Linked DNA regions of Gossypium hirsutum: region 2 is linked to region 1. A link is a contact called in public Hi-C data. All regions are on one chromosome and are shown on one strand. The core of a region is the stretch at or near the end of the contact, and the rest is flanking DNA. Distances in the headings are between cores, read along the strand shown.

Region 1 (7,658 bases), core at 1,389-3,888:
AAACACGTTAGCGAACAAATATAAATATATAAATACTTATATTAAATATAAAATCTGAACAAATAATATAAAAAATATTTATATTTATGTAAAACAATATATCTAAACAAAACAAATTAAATAAATATTTATATTTATTTAAAACATTATATTTGAAAATAATTAAATAAAAAAGGTTTTGAAAAACCAGAAATAGAATAAGGGAATCGAGTTTTACTAGATGTTGAGGCCTGTTTTCATATTTTCCTTAAGACAGGTTTGGTTGCTACTATGGTACTTGGAGAAACGTTGGTCGCCTGTCTCTCAGGATACAACAACAAAATGGTCGCAGTAATAGTACCTTTGCAGTGATCAATGAACAGACCTTGCCTTCTTCTATCACCAAAATGTTTGAAAAATTAAGAGAAAAACAAAAGAATTTTTTAAAGTGAAAAATCCGTTGTGTGTCTCTAAAGAATTCTGCAGTAGGCTTTTATAGGCATTCAATATGGAGGAATTTTGAAAATTTCCATGAATAAATATACAAATTTGCATTAAAAGAGTCTTTAAATCAATTTGAATAAAATCAAATCAAATCAAGATATTTATCATTTTAAAATAGATTCTATATAATATTTGCTGAGAAAAATAAATTACGTGTTAGGCTTAAAATATTTGCAAGCCCTTCTTGGGGTCAAACAGCATCTAGATCTTTGGGCCTATATTCCCTTACTCTCGAGGCAAAGTTTCTAGCTTAGACATTCAATAATTTTTTAAGTGGGTTCTCATATATATACATATCTCACACTTGGTATTTAACCAATGTGGGATCTAAGTTTCTCTTTTCCTCAACAAATATTCACAAGAGGTGTTCCAAAAATGTCTGCAATCGAGTAAATAGCTCTACAAACTAATGGATCGGATCGAATTGCAAACTGGAAAGATTTGTACAAGTTATACCTTTCGTCACCACTTTGTGGAAAATCATTAGATATGAATATGTTAGATACCTGCGACTCGATTGGTGAAGGTGGAATAGTATCTCTCCCCAAAAAAGCATGTTTTTTTTTACCACCGCACAAAGAAAATATTTTGTTGCGAATGAACAAGATATTGAGGAATTGTCCATACGTAAAATCATAATTATTGATACGGGCTTTAAGTATCAATTTCTCATTCATCACTCAATCATTTTGAGCATATGATATACCGTTGTAAAGGTCTCATGAAGTAGAATATAAAACCATAATTTTATTATTCAACTCTCCACTTTTACCAATCAAGAATATGCCTCAAAATTTCTAAAAATTACAATTTTTTCATCATCTTTTACTTCATGGCCTATATGTTTCGGTTCAAGGACTGGCCGAAGCCATGGTATTTCTGGAGAAAACAAGGCTCCGAGTATTTCATCATTGATGGTACAACTGTTGATGTGGTTTGGGACTTCAAGGCAGGCAATTTCAATGGTGAGACCGAGCCGCAATCAGATTACTACGTTGCCTTGTTTGCGAAGATGAAGGCGTTTTACTTTTGGGTGATTAAAAGAAAGATGCTTATAGAAAGACTGGTTGCAGGCCATCTCTCATTGAACCAATGTTAGTGTTTAGAAGGGAACATATATTTGGAAATAAGAAGTTTACAATGAGGGTTAAGTTTAATGAAAAGGGAGCCTTTCATGATATATATCAGTGGTATGCAGCTCTGATGGGATGGATCCAGTATTGGAGATAAGAGTGGATCGGAAACTAGCGATTGAGGTTAAGCATCTTCAATGAAAATTTAGAGGGAATGAGTCGATTAACGTGGGAAAAAATGGATTACAAGTATTCTGGGATATTCATGATTGGTTGTTCGGATCAGGTCCAAGGCATGGGCTTTTCATATTTAACCCAATTCTATCATCCCCTTCATTATCGATGCCATTAGTGTCAAATCAAGAACCCAGTTCTGCAATAGCAAATTTTGATAATGCAATGAGTTCCTCCGTATTCTGCTTATTTCTATATGCTTGGAAGGTCGAACGAAAATCACATTCATGAGTGATTTTTCTGGTTCATCATGCATTCATTGAGAATCATCAAAGTCCTTTGAAGAAGATGATTAAGAAGCAGAGAGAAGTGAAGAGATTAGGGTTTGGTAACCAACAACACAAGGGCCCAAAACAAAGTTGGAAGATGGTCATTACTAGACAGCATTTGACGAGCCAAATTGGACGACTTTTGAAGTTTTCCAATAATTCTCAATCAACAACACTTTCCCAATATTTGCTTTCGTAATTTTAAGTTATTATACATATAAATTTTTAGAATTTTTTTCATTTTGTGTGCAATGATGTGTGAATGAACATCTACATGTGGATGTGATTAATCCAACAAGAAAGTAAAAATGCAAAATTAAGAGAAAAAAGGAAAATATCTTACTGGCTCATGACAACTTGCTTGTCACAAGTAGATTTAGCACTATTTTAGCATAGCTTTGACTAAATAAATTAAAACAAATTTGAAGTAAATTTAAAAGGCAAAAAATCATATTTTAGATTAAATTGATGGCTTGACTTTTAAGGTAAACTGAAGGATGGTAATAATGGGCTTGGTGGTGGAGCAGGGACCTAAAAGTTAGGTTAAGGTTGGTAGGGAAAAAGCTAGCCCAATAACAAGTGTACTGGTTCTCACTGACCATGGCTATTGCTATTGTTATTGCTATGTAAAAGAAAAGGGTCGTCTGTCTGTCGGCCTTCTTTTTGAAACGGTTTGTTTTAGAAGATGAAAGAAAATGCATGGTTTCATCCGAGAAAAGGAGTGGTCCTGCCCTATCACAACCCACTTTCAATTGGTTGGTCCAAACAATGAGCCATGCCGTTGGCATATATATCCATTTAATATGAAATCAATTCTTTTAACTCTCCATCCCCATTCACAGTAATGCCTTTAGCTTAAATGTAGCAGTATTTTGTGAGGCGTCAGCTCTAACCTCAAACTGAGAGCAATGTCATAAATGGGTGAAATGCAAAAGGGAAAACTCCATGGAATTAGGCAGTTAGTTACTGGTTAGGGTTGCCATCCCATGTTGGCTCTCAAAGGAATCTCTCGCATAATAGGCTTTCTTTTTTCTTTTTTTCTAAAAAATAAGGGTAAATTATACCATTAGTTACTAAATTATAGATAAGTTTTTTTTTGTTATTTAACTAAAAAAAGTTATAATTTGATCTCTGAACTATTCAGAAGTTTTCATTTTAAGTCATTAGGCTATTAAAATCGATGTTATATGGCTTTCTCAATTGGCATTGACTGTAACAATTGAAAGCTTTCTTTCCCCTCCTCTTTTACAGTTCTATTTTTTTATTCATAAAACAGTTTTGAATGTCACGAATTTGTGAATCAAAATTCAAACAGTTTTTTCTCCGATCTCCAACACGGATTGTTAGATCGATTTAGATCTAAGGTATTTTCTTCTTCTCATTGATAAATACTGATCCACTATATCGATCATCGAATCATCGCTTGGAGTTTGCTGGCAAAACTTTAAAAAAAAAACTTAATAGCTTAATGACTTAAATTAAAACTTTTAAATAGTTCAATGACTTAACTCTCGTTTAGTGACTCATAGTGTAGTTTACCCAAAAAAAAACAAATACCTCGCCGCTCCCTCTTAAATTCAATGAATAAATTGGTCTCTCTAAAAAAATCAGAACAATTTGATTCATGTCAATTTTGAAAGTGACCCACTAAAAATAATTAATCACAACAATTAATGTTTTCTGTCAATTGTATATAATTTTGATGATATAATAATAAATTGAGCCTCAATGTTCACATATTTTGTCAATTTGGTCTTGATTCTAAAAATATTATTTAAAAATGTATAAAATTGCAATAAATCCAAAATATATTAAAAAAATTAGCTATATAAAAATATACAGGTTGTGTAAATTTTGAAGGCTAAATTTATTATTATACCAATCAAAATTATATAAAATTGAAGAAAAACATCAATACTACGATTAATTGTCCTTTGATGCTCACCTTCAAAATTGTTAATGATTAAATTGCTTCGTTTTTTTACAGGGACTAATTTACTTAAAATCAAATTTGAGAGAAACTAAAGAGGTTTTTTTTTCACTTTTTTTCATCGATATTGACCGCAATCAAGGTGTAAATAATAAAAATCATAAAATATTATAAACTATTTGATAAATCAAAATTTTTGTGCGTATAATTATTCTAGACTTTTTCAAGGGTCAAGCTACTTGTTCAAGCTTGAAGGCCCTCTTGAAATTTTGGAGGGTTTGGGCAAAAAAATAGATTTGTTTAAAATATGGGTTAGACTTGAACCTTAAATGTTTAAGCCCGAACTCGACCTATTTTCTAAGTTTGTAATATTTTATAGTACATTATTTTTACATATTATATAATTTATAACAAAAAAAATTAAATCTATAGTAATATATAATACTACTATAATGTAAACATTAAGAATTTTTAAGATAATTATATATGAAAATTTTAAAAATAAAAATTGTTAACATTTTAAATATTAAATTAAAATAATATAAATATATTTTTAACATTTTTTAAAAAAATAATATGGGCGTGCCCGAAATAAGCTTGGATTAGCCATCTGTAAATATTAGTGGGTTTGAGCAAAATTTGAGATCCACATTTTGTGCATGAACAAATATAGAAGGAATTATTATCATGCTTAGACTAAGCTCAACCCATGAATACCTTTAAATTATAAATATTAATATTTATAACTATGATAATTGCTATAACTTTGATAAGATTTAATACTTTCATTTTTTGAGAATTTTCTTAATCAGTTTGACTCATGTATTTTCGAGAAGCTAAAAAAATATCGGTTTTTAAAGTTAATTAGCAATTTAGGTTGTTTCATGTTGCTTGATTCCTCTTCTAACAACATTTGTATATTTTATTTCATATTGTTTCAATTTTTTATTTTAAATAACATTTTTAATTAATAAATTTTTTTTCAAGTTTTCTTATTTTTAATTTAGTTTTTAATTAATAACTCTTTTTTTTAGAAAAGGACAGCATTAAGCGATTACATTAGATAAAATCAACATCAAGAGGAAATAGACATATTACAATTTCTTCCCAATAAGTTCATGACCAAAGCCGGTGGGGATCTAAATAAACGTATAAAAAAACTACCTGTATCTGCACATTTAGTCATGTGATCAACAACACCATTAAGAGTTCTCGAGATATGTCGGATACAATCTCCCATTTCCGACGCAAAGCTTTGTGTAAGAGCCGCAGTTCAACTAAACTACTACTAGCTCCTCCACCAGACAAATAATAAATATAAATAAAATAATAAATATGTAATTATATAATAAAAATATATATTATATGTTATATATTATATATCATTATGTTTTTTCATAAAAAAATCCTTTATTTATATAAATAAATTAATAATTATATAATTATATAATAAATATATATGTGTTAAATATATATATTTTAAAAAATACCAACTAATTTTTTTGATATATATTTTTATATATAATATTTATATGTCAAATATTTATTTTATTCACCTACATTGTGGGTATGGTAATTTTTAATATTATAAAATCAAATAATTATTTCAAATATCATTATTGTTTATATATATATAATATTTCAAATATCCACTATGTTTCAAATAATATGTATTTTTACATGTAAAAAATACTTGAAAAATATTTTTGGGATATTGAAAACAGATATGGTAAATACAAAATAAACAAAAGAAAGGAAAAGTGAGTAGAAAAATTTACTTAAATTGTTGTTGTATTGTTGTACTTACAAGACCTTTATAAAATCGCAAATTATGCAATCAAAAATTTTGTATGTACTGTGATGCAATCATTTAATTTTCATTCTATTTTTCTCTTTTACAATTTTTTTTGTAAAAATAAAATTAGATTTGATAATTTTGACTGTCATGTAAAAGTGGCACTTATTTAATATATACTAATATATCTATCATCTGAATCCTAAATTATGACTTATTGATCAAGTGTTTATTTTTTTTCAAAATAATATGAGTTAGTTGTAAAAAAACGTATATATGTGGGGTTAAATCATATTTGCCTGAAGACATTTCTCAAGCAAGTGCTCTCTCTAAAGTTTGGACTTTATTACGAGAGAATTTATTCTGGTTAGTTGGAATTGGGTCAAAGATCAAGTGTTGGAAGGACCACTGAATTCCGAGTGTGGGTCCTTTAATTTGTCAAATTCCATCCTACGGTAACCTTGATTTAGATTACACTATCAAGGATGTGACCACAAAGAATGGGTCATTCTGTTCATTCGGTTAACTGACCAATTTTGAACTGAATTAACTTTTAATCGAAGTTCTAAAAAATTATTAAACAACCCCAACCGAATTAATTCGATTAACCAACTAATTAATCGAATTCGGTCGGTTAACCGAATTAATTCGGTTTTACCTGAAATTTGCACACTCCTACCTAAGGGTAAACTAACACTTTACTACTGAGCTAGTAGGCTCATTCTAAACAGATTTAACAAAAACGTAATTTAAATCATAAGGACGAAGATAGAAATAGGGACAAAAAAAATTACAAAAATTCCTGATGTTGATATTTGAACTCATGACCTTAAACACACACCCAAAGCATTTAACTACTAAAGTAAAAACTCAATCATAGCAAAATTTAACATGTCAGGAATTAATTTTTTTTTTTGGATGTTACACTCGGGGATCCACTTTATCCTTTTGAGTAGGGTGAGCAAAATTTGATTCGATTCGAAAAAATCAAAAAAATTTAAATTTCGAGTTAATCATATCGAGTTATTCGAATTATTCAAGTCAACTCGAAGAAGAAATTTCAGATTTCGAGTTTGAGTTGAGTTGAGTTGAATTTTACAATTTGAGTAACTCGAATAATTTGAATAACAGGTTAGTATAAATACCATTTTGGTCCCTGTTAATTTTAAAAATGAGAAAATTGGTCTCTCTCTTAACAAAAATTACAAAAAAAAAATCAAAGTAATTTTCAAAATTTGAAAATAATTTTTAAAATTCAAAATATTTATAGAAATTCTAAAATTTATATTTTTAAAAAATTATAAATTTCTTTAAAAAAATCTAAAATATATATTAAAAAATTTAACAAAAAAATAATTTTGGAATCTAAATATGTGATTAATGATTCAAGCTTATCATACTAAAATATTTTATTTTTTTATTATTTTGCTTTAAAAAAGTTTTCAAATATATATTGTTTCAAATTTTTGTGTTCTAATACGAAAATAGTTATTTTGTACAAAATTTTAATTTAACATTATTAATTTTTTCTAATTTAACTGAAACGGTTTCACTCGATTCAATCAAACTCTCACCCCTAATTCGAGTTATCTGAAAATCCAAATAAAAAAAGACAAAACTATGTCATCTTGATAAATGTTTACATTTTCTAAAATTAAAAGTCAAAACTATCAAGTTAAAAGGCAAAACTACGTCGTTTAGATAAATGTTTACTTTTTCTAAAGTTAAAAATCAAAATTATCAAGTTAAAAGGCAAAATTACATTGTTTTAATAAATGATTACCCATTAGTCTTACTTTCCTTCCCGAATCGCCCCACTCTCATTTTTTCCTTTACTCAAAATTAATATACAAACTTGTGCTTCGTCTACTAGT
Region 2 (7,658 bases), core at 3,010-5,509, 140 kb before region 1:
ATGGATTAATAAAATTTATTAAAATTTTAACTTCCCATTTCCATAAAAGCTAAAAGTAACTTTTTTAGCACAGCCTTTTTTTTAGCACAGCCTTTCTTCCAAAAATATTTTTGAAGCCAAAAGTGCTTTTTTTAAGCATTACTAAACAAGTAAATAGTGTGAATTCAATTACGAAGCATTAGAGAATTAAAATTTAGATTTGAAATTGACTTTGAAATTATGATTTATAAATTTATTATTTCAATTTCTTTTAGGAATTAAAATATTTAAAATTCAAAATATTGACTTAATCCAAATTCATTATTTCGATAATTCAAATTCAAATTTGGATTTCAACTAATTCTAGGTCTTAAAAAAATATATATATATTTAAAATTTAATTGTTTAAAAGACTTTTTTAACATTGTTAGCTAAATAGAATTGGACCAGCCGATTGAACAATCAATTAGAATATCGATCAAATCAGTCGAGCCAACAATCAAATTGATTTTATCTGTTTTTAAATATTTTTTAATAATTGATTCAATTCAACCAATTGGGTCGATTAAATTGATTGATTCAAAAATTAAAAGCTTAATCAATTCACCTGCTGATTCAATTTTAAAAACTTTGAGCTCATTAATTATTTATTATTTGAGCTTCGAAGGAAGTGTGAAAAGAAGGGAATAAAAAAATTCTCATATTTTTTAATCAATTTTATATTTTGAAAATTCTAAGTTTTAAAATGAAATTTTTATGAAATTACACTTAAGACCCTTAAATTCAAATTCAAAATTTGGACCCAAATCATGATATATTATATATGTAAACACTGCACCAGAATACATTTTCATTTACAATTTCCTTTTCTTCTTCGTGATATATATATATAAATATATATGTATATGTATACACTGCACCAGAATTCAACTATACAAATTTCCCTCAAATTTAGATACTAATACATGTGTTGGTGCGAGCGGGGAATTCCAGATAAGCCCTGAGTTAAATCAAAACAACATAATATCCTACTTTCTTGTTATGCCTCTTGACTAAGGTTGTTTATGTCGGATAATGCAGCAAAAGAAGGAAGCCATAGTTCTACACGAGTTCCACCTGCTCCCAGAGCAGCATCCGTGGTCCGAGGTGATATCACACGGACAACACACCCATAACTTTCAAGTATTTCTCGTGCTACAGTCAGCCCAGCAACAAAGTTCCATGTCATGTTGTCTTCAATCATGTTCTCCGAAAAGAGTTCGGCACCAAATGGTGTGAGGGAATGCATCTGTGTCTGCAAATACATACATCACCAAAACATTTCATTTATGATGAGCATGAGATCTAACTCAAAAGCAAGTAAAATAACTGCAATTTCCCAGATAACTGTAACAGGGGAGACACTAAGCATTAACAAAGAAATACATGTACTAATGGTTAAGTAGCAAAACAGGACATACTAAAGGCATTCAATACTATCTAAAATGAACAAAAAAGCAAAAGCAATCACAGAGGAAAAGGAATCTCCAACAATACCATATAGTGCATATCTGGACCGTCGTCGTCAATTACTAGTAGAGCACGACCTGCTGGTGCACTAGTAGAAACAATTTCAACCTTCCCCCCAACCTGAGTACGTAACAATGCACCCTCTATCAAATTGTTCAGGGCTTGGCGCAAAGCAGGTTCTTCTATAGCCACTTGCAAAGGCTGCGAAAGTTCACTTAATTCCACCATGCGCTGCTGCTTATGTGCAAGAGGTCTCGCGGCATCAACTAAATCAGTGAGTACATCAGAAATATTGCAGGACTTCCTGAGAAAAGAACAAACATAACCAAACTTATAATAACGCTGCTAAAAGAAATCAATAGTAGAAATATATTGCATGTCCAATAAGAGATGGGGATGGATTGCATTCAATTGAAAAGTAACTAAGTGATTTATTATCAAGGCTATTTAGAGGAAAGATAAGCAGTTTAGCCTATATTCAGCTTTAGACTACAACCTAGGCTCACAGCACAAGTTCAGGCTATGTAATCTATACACTCTCCAACAATTAGCATCATAAACAATTTTCTACATGAGGTTTAACATCAAATTTGAACTGTAAAAGAGGAATCTCCTACTGGAATTTAATTGATATGATTGAACACTTAATTAGGTTTTATTTTATTTTATGAGGAGATGAACTCAAGTACCAGAAGGGAATTGCATACCTGATTCCGTGTTCTTGTAATGGAGCAAGAGCCAGAGGTGGCATTGGCATCTCTAAATCCTTATCTGTGGTACTTAGGGATAGTAGTAAACCAGAGGTTTCTGACCTATTGCCAGACCTATCCCTGGAGAAATCATCTGATAATTGAGATCTTGGCGACTCAGGGTGCGAATGAGTTGAATTACGCATCTTTTTCAAGGATCCTTCATTGTAGCGCATTATATTAGCCTAAAAACAAGTCAGATAGGAAAATCAGATATGGGCGTGAAGATAACTAGAAAAGGGAAACTTTTAATTCCAAGAATGAAACTAACTGGGAACAGAAAGACATAACAGAGAGCTATTGTATCACATCAACCAAAAGAAAGAAAGACATTCTGAATCGTCAAAAGAAGAAAAATGAAAAGGAGAAGAAGCAGCAACGGTCTTAATGTGTGTATCTCTACATGTTTTGAGAGAAAAATGACCTTTGTCAAGTAAACAGCATCTTGTAGCTCTTGAAGGGTGCCGCTGATACAGTCACCTTGCACCAATATGTCTTCAACAATGTCGTGAGAAATCTACAAGAGTATGCTTTCCTTAATTAAATATGTAACAGTCGAAAGAATTGCAGAATGAAACACTTAAAACCGAAAAGTAGGATCAACATTTTTTCAGATGGTTCAAGGACTAACCTCATGTTCTTTGACATGAGTGGATAGCATTTTACTTAACGTCCTAATGCTGGAAAGAGGACCGCGAATCTGTAAGAAAATTTTGAAATTTAAAGGAAAAACCATAATAACTTGAACAATAAAAAAAAAAAAGAAGAAGAAGGAAATGTATGTACAGCAGGCAACACATTATACCTGCTCAACCAGAGCACCCATTCTGACATTGTTTTGCCATGTCGATTGCTGTAATAAAATAGCTTTCTACGGAAGAAATACGATTAATATAAAAGTTGCATTGACTCAAGACACACAAGTAAAATCACATTAAGTTCCTACATACATACAACATAACATGGCAAAGCTAAATTCTTTTTTCGCTTGATAATGGCAATGAAGCATTTGTATAAATTATTGGTAGTATAAAGATAAGAAGAAATATGACGTGAGTGACTAACCTGATCCATAACATAAGCCACTGCTAAAGTTCGAGATATATTGATGGCATTGGAACTCTCGTCAACAGTAAAGATGTCATTTTGCCTCATGGCTTCATTCTCAAGAGACTGAATTTCCCACGATTTTTTCATACCCAGTCCTGGAGAAGGAGAAGACAACGCGTAAGCCTCCTCAGGAGTCGGAAAACGAACCATGTTCCCACTTCCACTCCCCTGCGGCACCTTCTCCATCCCCGGGAGCTCCGCCACCAAGAAGCCCACCACGAACGGCTGCTTCACCATAGGAAATACCACCGCTCTATGCTCCCCCACAACCTCCATTTGTTGACTTGAAAGCGCCGCTTCAGCGGCACGCAGTCCTGCGGGGACAGTGAAGTTTCCGACTAAAAACAAAATGTCGGCGGCTTCGACTCCCGGATACGAGGTAACCCGACGTAACTCCAGCTGGTCCATGACGTAACTACCGGCAGGCCTAACATAAACGGAGAGAACAGCGTCGTGGTCAACGATACGGCGAAAGAGGTCGAGTTGTTCGAGGCAGAGGCGCTGGAAGTCTGGGGTAGGCATGATTAATTTGTGGTTGCGGTGGTCGTTTTTCTCGATTCTTTGAGTGAAGTCGACGGGGGAGGTGGAGGCTTTACGGATGGCAGCGGAGACGGCAGAGGCGGAGGAGACCATGGCGGGTTGGGCTTGGGGGATTCATCGTCGTCGGGGAGGGTGGGGGCGGAGACGTGGTGGAGGGAGGTGGAGTTGAGGTTGAGGTGTTTGAGAGGGGGTTTGGGAAGAGAGGAGGAGGAGAGGTGGTAGAGGGGGGCACGTGGAAGGGTTTGGTTGGTGGAGGAGTTAGGCGGGGAAAGAGGGAGTTGGGATGTTGTTGCAGAGAGAAGCATTGGTGGAACCACCGAGCCTGCCATAAGTGTGGACTGGACTGGATGGATAACAACAAAAACAAAAATTAAATCAAATGATAATGGTGTTTCAATGCTGATATTTATTAAACGACTACGTTTTAGCTGCTTTTTTGTTTTTTTAATATGCTTATCATTCGTAATTAAAAATTAATTAATTACATAAAAAGTATGCAACAACAATTAATTATGATATGAATTTATTGTATTTATCCGTGTCGCCTGATAAATTGACGATACCACCCTCACTTTTCAGTTATCATCAGTCAATAACAATTTTTTTTTTAAAAAAAATATTTGTATTTTAAAATGTGCATTGAAGAAAAAATAAATTTATAAGTGCCGCCTAAGAGTCCGACGGCACTACTTTAATTTTTTATAAAGAAATTTTGATTGACAAAAAAAAGATGTTACTAAACATAATGTTAGTTTTAGAGGCACAGGGGGAAAAGACCCTGGTAATGTTAGTGATGGAACAAGAGAGAAGGTGAAAGAAGCGCTGAAGGACATCAATGAAACAAGTGAAACAATAGCTAAAGAAATAAGTAATGCCGTCGATTTGTTAAGTGACACTCATAATTTTTTTTTCTTTTTCACTGTCTATATTTATTTATGTATTTTTTAAAAATACATATCTATGCCGCCTGACAAAGTGGTGTCACCAAATTTTTTTAAATGCACTAATTGCTTTATCATTGGCCGAAAAGTGGAATGGTGTCACCGGTGTGTCAAGCGGCACCGTCGTGCATTGTATCAAAAGAGCCATTTTCATAATTAATTTTTCTTCCATCCCATTTTTGTAATTAATTATTTCTTAATATTATTTTTAGAAAATGTCATAAATCCATTGAAGGTATGCGAACACAATTCAACGGAAAGGTTTCATATAAGGTTGGTTTAGCAATTCACATGCTAAATGAGAATGTTGTCTAGGATTGCAGATGGTTCCTAAGAATGATCTGAATCCAAGTTTAAAACATCAATGCAGAGCATGCTATCAGATTCTAAAATGGCACTTTGTCAATGATAAGAGTGTAGAAGTTTTGAGCCAAGCCTTAAAGAGGAGGCTTTTGTTGCTAAAATAGAAGAAGAGTAGACTAGCACATTAGCTCCAGAAACTACACACCTTAGGTTGTCTCCGACAAATGTGACAATACCAGTAGTAGAGGTCAAAGAAGAGAAATTTGTGCCACAATTAATCTTTAAACTGCGTTCTAGGGGAGAAATCCATGTCAAAAAAGAGGTGGTGGAGGGAAAAATGAGAACGAAGGAAGATTTGAGGCAAGAAAGTCCAAATATCCTTTAAAGGCTTCGTTCCCAACCTGAACCAAGTCCTCTTTTTTCCTTTGAAAATAACGGTATTGTAGGCTTTCCTAATCTCCTAACAAATGAAGCAATGAGCTTGGGACCAAGAAAAGAGTTAAAGGAGGCAAGCATTTTTGTGCTGAAATCCACCATTGCGCAAATGAAGGAAATCTCACTGGATTTAGGTCATAATGAAAGAGTGAAGCATGCCATGTAGCTTAGGCTGGGTAGAAAAAAAGCTCCAAGGGTCCCGAATGATCATCATATCTAAGACAATATGTTGTATAGCTTCGATGTCTTTTGTATCACATTAACACAAGCTTGCCTCAAAATTCATCAAGAAATTATAAAAATCAACACACACTCTTTTTCCAAAAGAAGGAGGTGTGAAAAAGAGATAAAATCACGTCCATCTTTTTCTGTAACACTCTCTCCCCATAAAGTTTAGCCTTTTTGTTCTTTTCATATTTTCTTTCAATAAAAATTCCATTCCCATTATATTTATTTGTTTTTTCCCAAAATCACGAGCCGCTAAATCTATCTAGCTGAAGGTTGTCAAAATTCCTCAAAAAGGGTTCATGGGGCTTAGAATCCGTACTTAGCCTTCTAGACAAATATGCATCACTTCTCCACATTACGGGGGTGACGTTTCCCTCCATGTCCCTTACAAGGTGATCTTTTCAACATGTGCAAAGGCGGCCGTTTGTATGTTTTGGGAAGGTTGCACAGTCGGTTCGTTAGCTTACTACGTCAGAGGTTGGCAAGCCCAAGAGACAAAATGACGTAGGATTTTCCATTAAGAAGTGATGATCTAACATAAGATAATAGTAGAAGATAATCCCACAGAAGCGATTGTTGGCTAGAGTTAGGTTGTAACACCCCTCGCCCATATCCGATGTCGGGACATGGTTCGAGGTGTTACCTGATTAACTCAATCAATTATACAAAGCCGGGCGGTAAAATTTTGATAAATTTTAAAACTTTTACTTTCATAAGCAATTAGTTCTTTGAATGGGCTTACAAGGCCCAAAACATACATTCGATACGATTTAGACTTAACTGAGACTTTAAGAAAAACTTGGTGAAATTTATGCTTTAGGGTTCCACACGCCCGTGTGACTCGGGACACGCCCACATCCTCAGCCCGTGTGCGACACTGACTTTAGGGCACTGCCATGACACACGCCCGCGTGGCCTACCCGTAGGCTATGGCACACGCCCGTGTGGCCTAATTGTGGACAATACTGATCTAAAAGTTTAAGTGCAGGGGGACGCACGGCCATAACACACACCCATGGGAGTGAGCCGTGTGTCACACATGGTTTAAACACACGCCCGTGTGGACAAACTAGGCTATCTTCCAAGCCATTCGTTACCCATTTTGCACAACCCATACAAGATCATTTCAATATGCTAATTTCATCCCAAAAGACATTAATTCATCCATAAAAGGAACATCATATACATTTTCCAAAATGAATAATAGTCATTATCTAGGCTTGACACAAAATGAAGGGCTTTTATCTTAAGCCAATATACATAAACAATTTCTCAATAATACAACTCCCTAGTCTAGGCTTGTACATGCCATAATCAAAAATATAATTCCAACTATACCGAGTATTACGACTGATAGTGTGAACGATATCTCTGACTTCAAGGGATCCTCGAGCAAAATGGCAGTACTGATAGAAAAATGAAGGAAAGAGAGTAAGCATAAAGCTTAGTAAGTTGCATATAAATATATATAATAAAAACTTCACCATTTATCAATTATGCTCATAGCCCAAAGGTAAGTATAAATTGGACTTATTCATTACCATCAACTCAAATCATATTTTCTAATCAAGCTCATTACTCATGCCTACCAAATAGGTACCTGTAACACTTACAACATTATCATACTTTCCTTATTAAATCTCTTTCTTAACTCTTAAAGTTGAACCTTTTGGAATACTACCGAATATTCTATAAGCCTCAAACATGGGTTAAGTTGTCGCTGCCATGTCCCAGACATGGTCTTACGTTGGCTATCTCCATCGAGGTTGATGCCATGTCCTAGACATGGTCTTACATTGGCTCTCGTGTATACATACTGATGCATGTCCCAGACATGTCTTACACTAGCACGAAACTTAACCGA

Evidence for each region. Hi-C and Micro-C count contacts between places; a contact is called where the count stands out from the background.
Region 2: a contact with region 1 is called in a Hi-C map of leaf, with 7 times the contacts expected there. The contact joins the promoter of LOC107887450 here to the enhancer-like site in region 1. A contact is called at or near these places in 2 of 34 Hi-C or Micro-C datasets (leaf and petal).

The regions. Positions count from the first base shown.
Region 1 is chrA03:96,305,316-96,312,973 of Gossypium_hirsutum_v2.1, reverse strand. No RefSeq gene overlaps it. Among protein-coding and RNA genes, the nearest start is that of LOC107886525, 25 kb to the right of the region's middle. Within about 2 kb of position 2,638, at least 6 of the 9 cell types and tissues checked have an H3K27ac peak or open chromatin away from gene starts, as enhancers often do. A contact at or near this core is called in leaf, where this site is marked.
Region 2 is chrA03:96,450,180-96,457,837 of Gossypium_hirsutum_v2.1, reverse strand. It overlaps LOC107887450 (chloroplast sensor kinase, chloroplastic), which reads right to left and starts at 4,259. Exons shown (of 7, transcript XM_016811713.2): 1 at 3,303-4,259; 2 at 3,043-3,108; 3 at 2,869-2,937; 4 at 2,662-2,754; 5 at 2,196-2,422; 6 at 1,516-1,792; 7 at 779-1,273. The coding sequence starts at 3,980. The coding sequence ends at 1,019.